2 separate regions of the Sus scrofa genome follow, and region 2 is linked to region 1. Evidence: chromatin contacts called from public HiChIP or PLAC-seq data. All regions are on one chromosome and are shown on one strand. The core of a region is the stretch at or near the end of the contact, and the rest is flanking DNA. Distances in the headings are between cores, read along the strand shown. Region 1 holds the start of CROT (carnitine O-octanoyltransferase). Region 2 holds the start of DMTF1 (cyclin-D-binding Myb-like transcription factor 1).

The links. HiChIP or PLAC-seq counts read pairs in DNA pulled down with a chosen protein or histone mark.
Region 2: an H3K27ac HiChIP or PLAC-seq map of skeletal muscle shows a contact between it and region 1. The contact joins the promoter of DMTF1 here to the promoter of CROT in region 1. A contact is called at or near these places in 3 of 47 Hi-C or Micro-C datasets (heart right ventricle, mesenteric adipose tissue and subcutaneous adipose tissue) and 2 of 2 datasets of contacts at active chromatin or transcription factors (alveolar macrophages and skeletal muscle).

The regions. Positions count from the first base shown.
Region 1 is chr9:93,306,304-93,311,221 of Sscrofa11.1, reverse strand. CROT (carnitine O-octanoyltransferase) reads left to right here and starts at 3,072. Exons shown (of 18, transcript NM_001243217.1): 1 at 3,072-3,480; 2 at 3,725-3,814.
Region 2 is chr9:93,461,694-93,466,407 of Sscrofa11.1, reverse strand. DMTF1 (cyclin-D-binding Myb-like transcription factor 1) reads left to right here and starts at 3,279. Exons shown (of 17, transcript XM_021063471.1): 1 at 3,279-3,480. LOC102166910 (a long non-coding RNA gene) reads right to left here and starts at 3,260. Exons shown (of 3, transcript XR_001304172.2): 1 at 3,144-3,260.

The DNA.
Region 1 (4,918 bases), core at 1,823-4,322:
AATTAAATGGAGTCAGGAGACCAGAAAGGGCAGGGAGGGAGCATTCATGCAGTACCACTTGACATCAATTACAGGAGAAATTGTCAATTACAGACCCCAACAGAATCATTAGCAAGAAAATATCATTGATTACAGACCCCCCAACAGGAAAATCTGTACATTGCATCTCCTTCAGGAAACAGCTGCCCCCAGCAACTCAGCCAGGGAGAAAGTGCCATCACCCTGAACTTGCACTTTTCTCCAAAAGACTTGTTCAAAACAACCCTTCCTAACTCCGTGTCTCCATAAAATTTCTTCTCTTGAACTTGCCTATTGCTTTTGCTGTCGCTTGCTTGTTCTGTATTGCAACTCCTCTGCTATTCCCAAATAAACCCGTTTTCGCTGGTGAAAGAACTTTTATTTTTAAGGTCAACATTACTTAATAATCAGAAATGGGATCCAAAGAAGACTTCCAGCAGCTCTGAGGTTGTGAGCAAACGCGTGCTGGTGTCCCAGGGCCCACTGAGCTCACTGCTTTCTCACTGATCCTGGAGTCGGAGGGTGTCTCTCTTGGATTTCAAGCTCTTTGCATTCTCAGCTCTCCAGGCTTTCTGTAGGATCTGTTTAAAGGCTTTGTCCCTCCAGAGAGTGCCCATTTGGCCTTTGGCCCAATTCCTTGGGAACGGGGCTGTTCCTGCTGGAACTCTATCAGCTGGTCAATGGAACTGTGCTTTTAGCCTGATTCCTTTTGGAACTGGGCTGTCCCTATTGTAACTGTGTTGTTGTTGAGGAATTTTTCTTTTTTCTCTACAGGAAAAAAAACCTCTCATGGCCTTTATGAGGAACTTTTAAACTCCTCAGACAAGCTGAATTAGACAGCTATGGCTCTAAAACTGTCCAAACTTAATGGGACATATATTTCGATTAATATTTTGAGGCTTCAAAGCATTATCAGGGACTCTAATATTGCTTCTCTGCAAAATACAATTTATAAATTGAGGCAAACAAACAACAAAAGAAAAAAAAATGTTGTCCTTGACATTTTAAAGCAGTCATTTGTAAGACCATGTAATGTAAATATTTCAGAGATCTGGGAGGGCGGGGACAAAGAAAGAAAAACAAGAAAACTTCTGACTCCTCTCCCTCCCCTCCCCCATTTTTCTGAAGGCAGCCACCTGTCCCTTTAAAGTTAACTCTGCCGAGGGTCCAAAAAAACCCCCAAATTTCTTGTGTTCCCTGGACAAAGGCCAAACTGAGAGCCCTAGTTAAAGAGTATCTGAGTAACTCAGAAGCCCCAAAGGTTTGCTGAAGAATTTAACATAGTTATTCAAATTTACCAACTTGGTTCCTCAGATTTATAACCAGTTATTGCACCTGCTTGTTAGTGACTGTCAAGTCAAATATTTGATGAAATTACTGAACAGGTTTAGAAAAACAAACTTTTGGAGTTCCCGTTGTGGCGCAGTGGTTAACGAATCCGACTAGGAACCATGAGGTTGCGGGTTCGGTCCCTACCCTTGCTCAGTGGGTTAACGATCCGGCGTTGCCGTGAGCTGTGGTGTAGGTTGCAGACGCGGCTCGGATCCCGCGTTGCTGTGGCTCTGGTGTAGGCCAGTGGCTACAGCTCCGATTGGACCCCTAGCCCGGGAACCTCCATATGCCATGGGAGCGGCCCAAGAAACAGCAAAAAGACAAAAAATAAAAATAAAATAAAAATAACATATCCACATGTGAATATTCAATTATGCACAGTCTCAGTTCCTTTCAGGTCAGATTTCATTATCAAGGAAGTTAGAAAAGACAGATAAAGGATTGCAACCTGTAATGACATATTCATTTGAAACTCAGTTATTTACCTTTAATATCCAATTCAGAGCCACTGTGAAATATTGGTCTTTTCTTCCACAAAAATGAAATGTGGAGTTCCCATTGTGGCTCAGCGGGTTAAGAACCCGACATAGTTTCCTTGAGGATGCCAGTTTGATCCCTGGCCTGGCTCAGTCTGTTAGGGATCCAGCGTTGCTGCTAGCTGCTGCATGGGTAGCAGATGAGGCTCAGATCTGGCAGTTGCTGGCCTGTAATGTAGGCCGGCAGCCGCAGCTCCCATTCCACCCCTAGCCTGGAAAGCTCCATATGCCACAGGTGAAGCCTTAAGAAAAAAAATGAAAGTGTATTTAAAATGAAGAATTAAAACTATATTTTATTTCAGGAAATACATGTAAGATAGATTTGCATGTGAAACTAAGTTAACTACATTTTGATCTCCCTAGTACTTTCCTAGTTCCCTCTGGTTAAAAACTCCTTTTCTTGGAGATACTCAAAGACATCAGATCAAATTCACGCTTGTGTGAGTCCCTGGGGGTGTCAAGGACCTTAGGCAGCACCTCTACACTGTGCAAACTTCAGCCTTAGTGGATACAGGAAAAGCGAGGTCAAGAAGTATTCTACGCAGATACTGTTCTCTTCCTAGGACCCGGGTGAACAGTAAGATTCCCTTATAAGGCGCTAGTATAAATTCTTGCTTGAGGATTACAAAAAGCGTCACACTGGGATGAGGTAAGAACGGCCGGCAAGCCAGAAGCTGGGGTAAAAAAGCAAGGGAAACAGAGCTCCAAGTTGCACAACTTGGGTGAAAACAGGCCATCAGTTCCTGCATCCATTCCAGAGGGTTAGGTACCTGAGGGAGCAAAGCGCTGCCGGCCTGCTTGTCCCGGACAAGGCGCTGTGCTCCTCCTACAGCAAGCAGTTCACTGCAGCCTAGATGGGTAAAGACCCTACGTCTCGGCCGTCTCCACCGCCGAGCCTTTCCCAAGCTTGCAGCGTAAAATCCAGGCCCCGGCGAAGATGCCCGGGGAAGGCGGGGCCCGGTCCCACCAGCGCGCAGGCCCGTCTCGCTCCACCCCCACCCTCGCCCCCTCCCTACTCCCACTCCCCGCCCCTCCACCCCTGGCTTCAAGTACAGGGCGGGACCCACACGGCTTTCCAGCCAATCCCCGATCTCCGGTGACCGTGGGGCGGGACCCTCTCGACTTTCCATCCAATTCTCGCTCCTGAGCAGGAGTGAGGGACCCGATCCGCGCAGCCATAGGCTGCAGACGAGGAGGCGAAGCTCGCGGGGCAGTGACTAGCCAGCCCGCGGAGTCAGCGTACCCTCCCTTCCCTGACCCTTCGGGGTGGGGAGTAGTTTGAACAGAGTTAGATAGCGTGGAGCGTAGTGTAGAGAAACGGAGGTGTTAGAACCCGGCGGGAGTGTCCTGCCACCTGGCATCTCGCTTGCCCAAGTCAGAGAGGAATCCTCGAACTTGGGCCACTAGGCTGGACCGTCGTGGTGCTTGGTTGGATTTCTCTCACTTGGTGGTTTCTTGAGTGTGTGGAGCTGCCCTTTCGTTGGTGGGAGGAGTCTCCGAGTTCTCGTCGCCTTCCACTCCTGTCTCTAGAGCCAAGCTTTGAACTTGTAGCCCTGCGACTGGGCGCCGGCACCAGATATCCGGGCACTGGGAGGTACCTTTTTCCGGGATCCTGTCTAATGGAAAGGAATGCCATTGTCTTAGTTGTTAACTTAGTTAATCATGTCATTTTTATACAGCTCTCTGGCAGACGGACTTTTTGCGTGTGTTTGCTGTGATTCCCAAAAGTTTGAGGCTTGGGGCCTCCCAGCCCCGACGTTGTCTTCCACCTTCTTTTACCAGTTTTTGTTAATTCCCCTTCCCCTGCAATTGTTAAGCTGTTTTCTTCCTCCCCACAGTTACCAGCCCAGTTCAAACCCCTGTAACCTCAAAACAGAATTGTTGCAACAAGCTCCTGGCAATCCTAAACAATTCATCTTGGTGTCCTGGTATGTGATAATCTATTTATTTTACTTGTTTTCCTGGTTCTCTTTTCCACTTCAGCCTGCATCTTACTGCTCCCAGGAAGCCCACTGTAATTAAATCCAGCATCATCATTTTCTTAATGCATTTATAGCTTTTTTGGAATTGTATTATTTCATCTTGGTGATTGAGAATTCAGAACAAATAATCCTCCATGAAAGAATCTGATAATTTGTATTTTTACTGTGTCACTTATGGTGAGTTAAGACTGGTGAGTATGGAATTGGTGGTAGCCTCAGTTTTCTGGAATCTAGTAACTGGCAGGGATGTATATGGAGAATAGCTTATCTTTTCTACATATGTTAGTTTCCTATTGCTGCTGTAACAATTTATCACAAACCTAACAGGTAAACACAAATTTATTAACTAGCAGCTCTATTGCTGTGAATTCTGCATAGGTTTAGCTGGGTACTCTGCTTAGGATCTCACAAAGCTGAAATCAGTTTGTTGGTCTGGGTTTTCTGGCAGCTCTGGGGGAGAATCCACCTCTAGTGTCATTTAAGTTGTTGGCAGAATTCACTTCCATGCAGTTACAGGAATGAGGTCCCCATTTTCTTACTGGCTGTCAGCTGGGGCCTCTCAGTTCCACAAGACTACCTGCGTTTTCAAAGCCAAACATTACCTCCAATCCTTTTCATGATTTTATTCTCCCGGGCTCATCATCTGCCACACCTGGAGAAAGCTTTCTGCCCCTGAACTCGCAAGTAATCAGATTAGGCCCACCTGGATATTCTTAGTTTATGGTCAGTTGTGCAATAAGACCATCACAGTCAAAAAGGTGATAATCTCACATTCCCAGGTTCTGGGTATTAGACGGGCAGAATCATGCGGAGCCATTCAAAGAATTTCCACCTAGTATGATATAGTTAGCTCAACCAGATTATTTTTATAATGTGGTTTTGCAGGTATTAAATCATAACAATTCTGTCTGATTTGAGTATCTTCTCTACACATGCATTTAGTTATTTGTCTGGAGGCACATGGCTAGAAAGTGACAGAGTTGGTATTTAGGCCTGAATCTACATTTCCTTTAGATCTGAAGCCATGTTTACAGATGGTCAAAGTGTGGT
Region 2 (4,714 bases), core at 2,030-4,529, 150 kb before region 1:
AAGGCGATCCCTCCTGTCAAAGAATAGAAATGGTTAGGTTTCTGACCTTCTGGTTTAAGAAGGTTAATTACCTTTGAACTCAGTAAACATTTAAGTATCTGCTAAGCTAACTGAAACTATAAGACAAGGCAGAGGTGGCAAATCATCCTGCCACCTCTGGGAATGTGCCAAGCTCCAGCCTCAGAGGAATATGTTTAAACTCAACATCTGCCAAAGACTGAGCCTACCGCTTACCAGCCCTGTACTCTCGCCATTTTATAAACATTACAGGCCAGTTGCTTTCTACAAATACACTCTTTTCCACACTAGTTGGATAAATGTTGTCCCACCTCCCACCGCCTGCTCTGGTGATTTCCTATCACCTTTCCAGTCCCTACTCACATGTATTCTCAGGAAGACCTGCTCTGAACTCTGTATGTAAAGTTCACTTTCAGAGCACCTTATTTATATCCTTTTTAGAACTTAGTAAATTGGCAATTATTGATGAGTTTAACCAATATATTATCCCTCTTCCTTCTATGCCAGATTATAAAGGGACAGGTATTTGAATCTATGTTCACACAGTCTCCCAATTTAGTAGAGTAACTTAATGCTTTCTATTTTGTTTTGCCCACAAATATTTCAAGGACAGAATGGAAATTTCTATCTTCACTTGCTAAAAGAATATGAAGTCTGACTTCTCCATTCTCCTAACTGGAAGAGGAACCAATTTTTGTTAATGTCCAATTAACAGCGTTCAGTAAAGATCTACTGCAAAAGGCAAGAAAGTGAAGGAGGTATGAAGTGGTGGTAAACAGGCTGAGAAATTAAAAGAAATGTAGGGACACCGAGACATTGACACATAAGGGAGGCGGGAGAGAGGTTGTGAGAAGGAGTACCATCTGAAACAGGAGAGGGCTTGGAAGATTCTGATGTGTGAGCTTAACTAAGAACAACTTGCTCATTCTTCTGTTAGCACAGGAATACCCATCAGCTCTTAGGAATTCTGGAAGACTTTCCAATGTATACCCATCAGCTGTATTGATAGGACTCAGATTGTGTAGAATGAAAAGACTACTCAGTAATTATATTTTTCATTTACTTTGGACAAAAATCCTTGCAAACGTCTCTTTTTCTGAATCATGACATCCAGGACATGACACAATCATGAAACAAGAGAACATGCCTCTAGGTATTTGAAACACTTTTATATTAACATATCAACTTTTTATAAAAGAAAGGTCATTTCATCAATATTCTGTTGCTGATGGGGTTCATGAAAGTGTTATAAAAAACCCGGAGTCCAACAAAGTTAATCATAACTAACAAATGCCTATAAATCCCTTGCCCTACACATGCATAGCCTTCCCTGTCATCAGCATCCCCTACCAGAGTGGTACATTTACTGCAAATGAGGAACCAACAGTGACACATCACTGACAACCAGTCTATAGGTCATATTAGTTTACTGTCCATGTCGTACAGTCTATGGGTTTCAATAAATGTATGCCTTGTATCATCTTTACAGCATTATGCAAAATTGTTTCTTGCTGTCTTTAAAAATCCTCTATGCTCCACCTATTTCTCTTCCTCTGGCCTCAGACTCTGGCAACTACTGTTTTTTAATTTTGTTTTGTTGTTGTTGTTGTTTTTGTTTTTTCTTACTCTCTCCATAGTTTTGCCCTTTCCAGAATGTCAGTTGAAATAATTCAGAATGTACCTTTTCTGATTAAGTCCTTTCTCTTAGTTGTATGCATTTAAGGGTCCTCCCTGTCTTTTCATGGCTCAATGACGGCTCACTTCTTTTTACCACTGAATATTACATTGTATGGATGTATCACAGTTTATCCATTTAGTAATAGATACACACCTTGGTTGCTTCTAAGTTTTAGCAATTATAATGAAGTTTCTATAAATATGTGTGCAGGTTTTTACATGGAAGTAAGGTTTCAACTATTTGGGGCGAATATCAAGGAGCAATTAATGGATCATATGGCAAGAATATGCTTGCTTCTAGAAGAAACCAGCAAACTGTCTTCCAAAGTGTCCATGCCATTGTGCAGTCCCTTTATCAACGAATGAGAGTTCCTATTGTTCCACAGCCTCATCTGCACTTGGTGCAGTGAGTGTTGTGAATTTTGGCTATTCTAAATGGTGTGCGATGTTATCTCATTTTACATTCCTTTTTGTGAAATGCAACATTTATCAGTGAGAAAATTACCCCGAAGAACAGGTAATATGTACTACTGGTGAAAACTATATACATTCGGCTTAAAATCTAAACAAATATTGTGCCGTTTGCTTGTCTTCCCCTTTCTTCGATGAATTAATGTCACTTCCACAAAGTCAGCTACATTTTGAATTCGAAAGAAATCAAGGTTGCATAACACAATTTTTTTAAAAAAGCCAAAACAGAGGAAATCACTAGGCATTATTAACATCCAAGATGTGCATATTCCCATGTTGCCTTCTTTTGACCTTTACGACTGATGCTGAATTCATTCCCATTGCGACAATGTATTGTGAGCCTACACACAGTTGTAGGATGCAAGAACATGTGTCAACTGTAATTTTTAAACTCCTGACATCCCAGTAGCGAAAGAGAAGCAGCGTAAAATAAACCACGTTTAAAAACAAGTAAACTGAGGTCAGAATCATAAAGAGTTGTAACAGGGTTCTGACCACTAAACCTTCCGAACTCTTTCAAAACAAAAATCTTTGCAGGGGTTCTCCGGAGGCTTAAAAACTCCCTAGGGGTGGGGCCGAGTATCGGTTTTGCCTGGAAAGCTCTCCAGGTAACTGAAGCGCAGCCAGAGCAAAAAAGCAGTGCTTTACAAGGCCTGCCGTGCGCTACAAAATAGCATCTTCCTAAGCTCAGAGAAGATACATTTCACCCAGAATTGCATCACATGACCAATAGGTAACACGTCTACGCGCCTACAGCAAGGCTGACCAAGTGAGAAAACCCAGACACACAATTCTTAGCTTCTATCTGCACTCAGACCCGGCTCGAAAGACGTTCCACACCGCGGCTCCCTCAGCCAAGAGCCCCAAGGTAATAAAGAAAATCAGCTGGCGGGACCCAACCGGCCCTGAGCTAGGACGACCACAGTTGCGCCCAAAAAGGCTCTCCTTCATAGTATTAGCAACGGCATGATCAGTACCGAGATTTCCTAAGAGAAGAGGAAAACAGCAGACCATAAACAAATCCCATTCAGACGGGGACTGAAGCTCCAATGACCAGGAATCTTTTTCGCGCTCCAACTTGGCCGGAAGTGACGTAAGCGTCAGGCGCGCAGAGCCGCCCCTAGAGAGAGGAGGCCGGGCGGGGGAGCGTGCGGGGGCTGGGGGAGTGGCGCGGCCGTAGCTCCGTTTCCGGTGGCTCGTAGCGCTCGCTCACTCCAGCTGCAGCCACTCTTGCCCGTGGCTGCTTCCTCCATCCTGGTATTTTTTGGAGCCTCCATCCTGGTTCTTCCAAAGTGCCCGGACCCAAAACAGGAAGTAAGTGCGATGGAACCTTCAGGTCCCAACCGCCGCTAGGGCCGCTCCGCCCAGTGGAGCCTGTCCGGCCCCCTTGCTTCCCGCCTGCTCCCGCCGGCCGGCGCCAGCTGCCGGCGTCGGGGCACCGCGGGCGGGGTCGGAGATGGGCCTTCGTGACGCTGAAGCTGCCGTCCCGCACGCTCAGGCCAGGGCCTCCCTCTCGGGGCCGGGCCTGCGGCGGTGGCGTGGGCTACAGAGCAGGGTAGCGAGCGGCCGCCGAGCCACAGCTAGCAATCGGCGGGGGCGGAAAATGGCGGCGGCTTCGGAGGAGCTAAATGGCGCCGGGACCCCTGGGGGTGGGGTGGGCCGAGAGCTTAGGCTAGAGACTCGGGCCTGGGATGGCGGAGATTAGGAAGCTCTCCTTGCTTTCTCGAAGGGTTCTTGTTTAATTTTAATATTTTCGTTAGCTTTTCGGTTTAATTATATCACCCAGTGAAGGAGAAGTGGGCTTGGATGGAATGGAGAGAGTTGGGGCGGGTCTCGCCCTACTCCACCCGGTTTTTTTCCCTTTTACCTTGTTTGCGTCTTCGACTCTACTCCCATTTTTTTGAGGTTCACTCTCGCTCACTTATTCGTGGCCCAGGCCGAGGGGATCGTTGTTGCCGGACAAACCTTCTCTGTCAGCCTGAGTCTCTTTTTGAAGGGAAAGACGGGCTGGAGTGCTGGGAGACAGACCTAACCCGGCAGAAACCAGGAAAATGCGATTGCAAACTAGGAATTGTATTTTGCCTAGTTCCAAAGAAAATTTTTTTTTGTTTTAATCTTCTTCATCCTTTAAAATAGAGTTTGAGAATCTTTTCAGGGAAACTACAACATAGATTTGAAAATAAAAGTGGCCAAGTGCCGTTCTCTGCAGTTGAATGATACAGCATGTGTTTTTGTAATAAAAACAGTTGGATGTAGATAAGGAGAGGTGATAAATCTCTGAAATATAGGTCAGGACTTTCTTTCCCTGATTGATCAATGTGTGGTTGCTTTTCTCGTAACTTGATTCATCTTCGTGTATCTTCTTTCCGACAGTAGGTGAGGCTTCTCTTTGGGCTATTTAACAAAATGCGTGTTCTGTAGGATTACTGTCTAATATTCAGTATGTTACGCTTAGAACAACACCATTTGGAACTATTTTATCTTTTACTGATTTTTGCCTTTATTTTGAATTCGTGAAAGACAACCGTTTATAGCTTTTAAGCTGTAG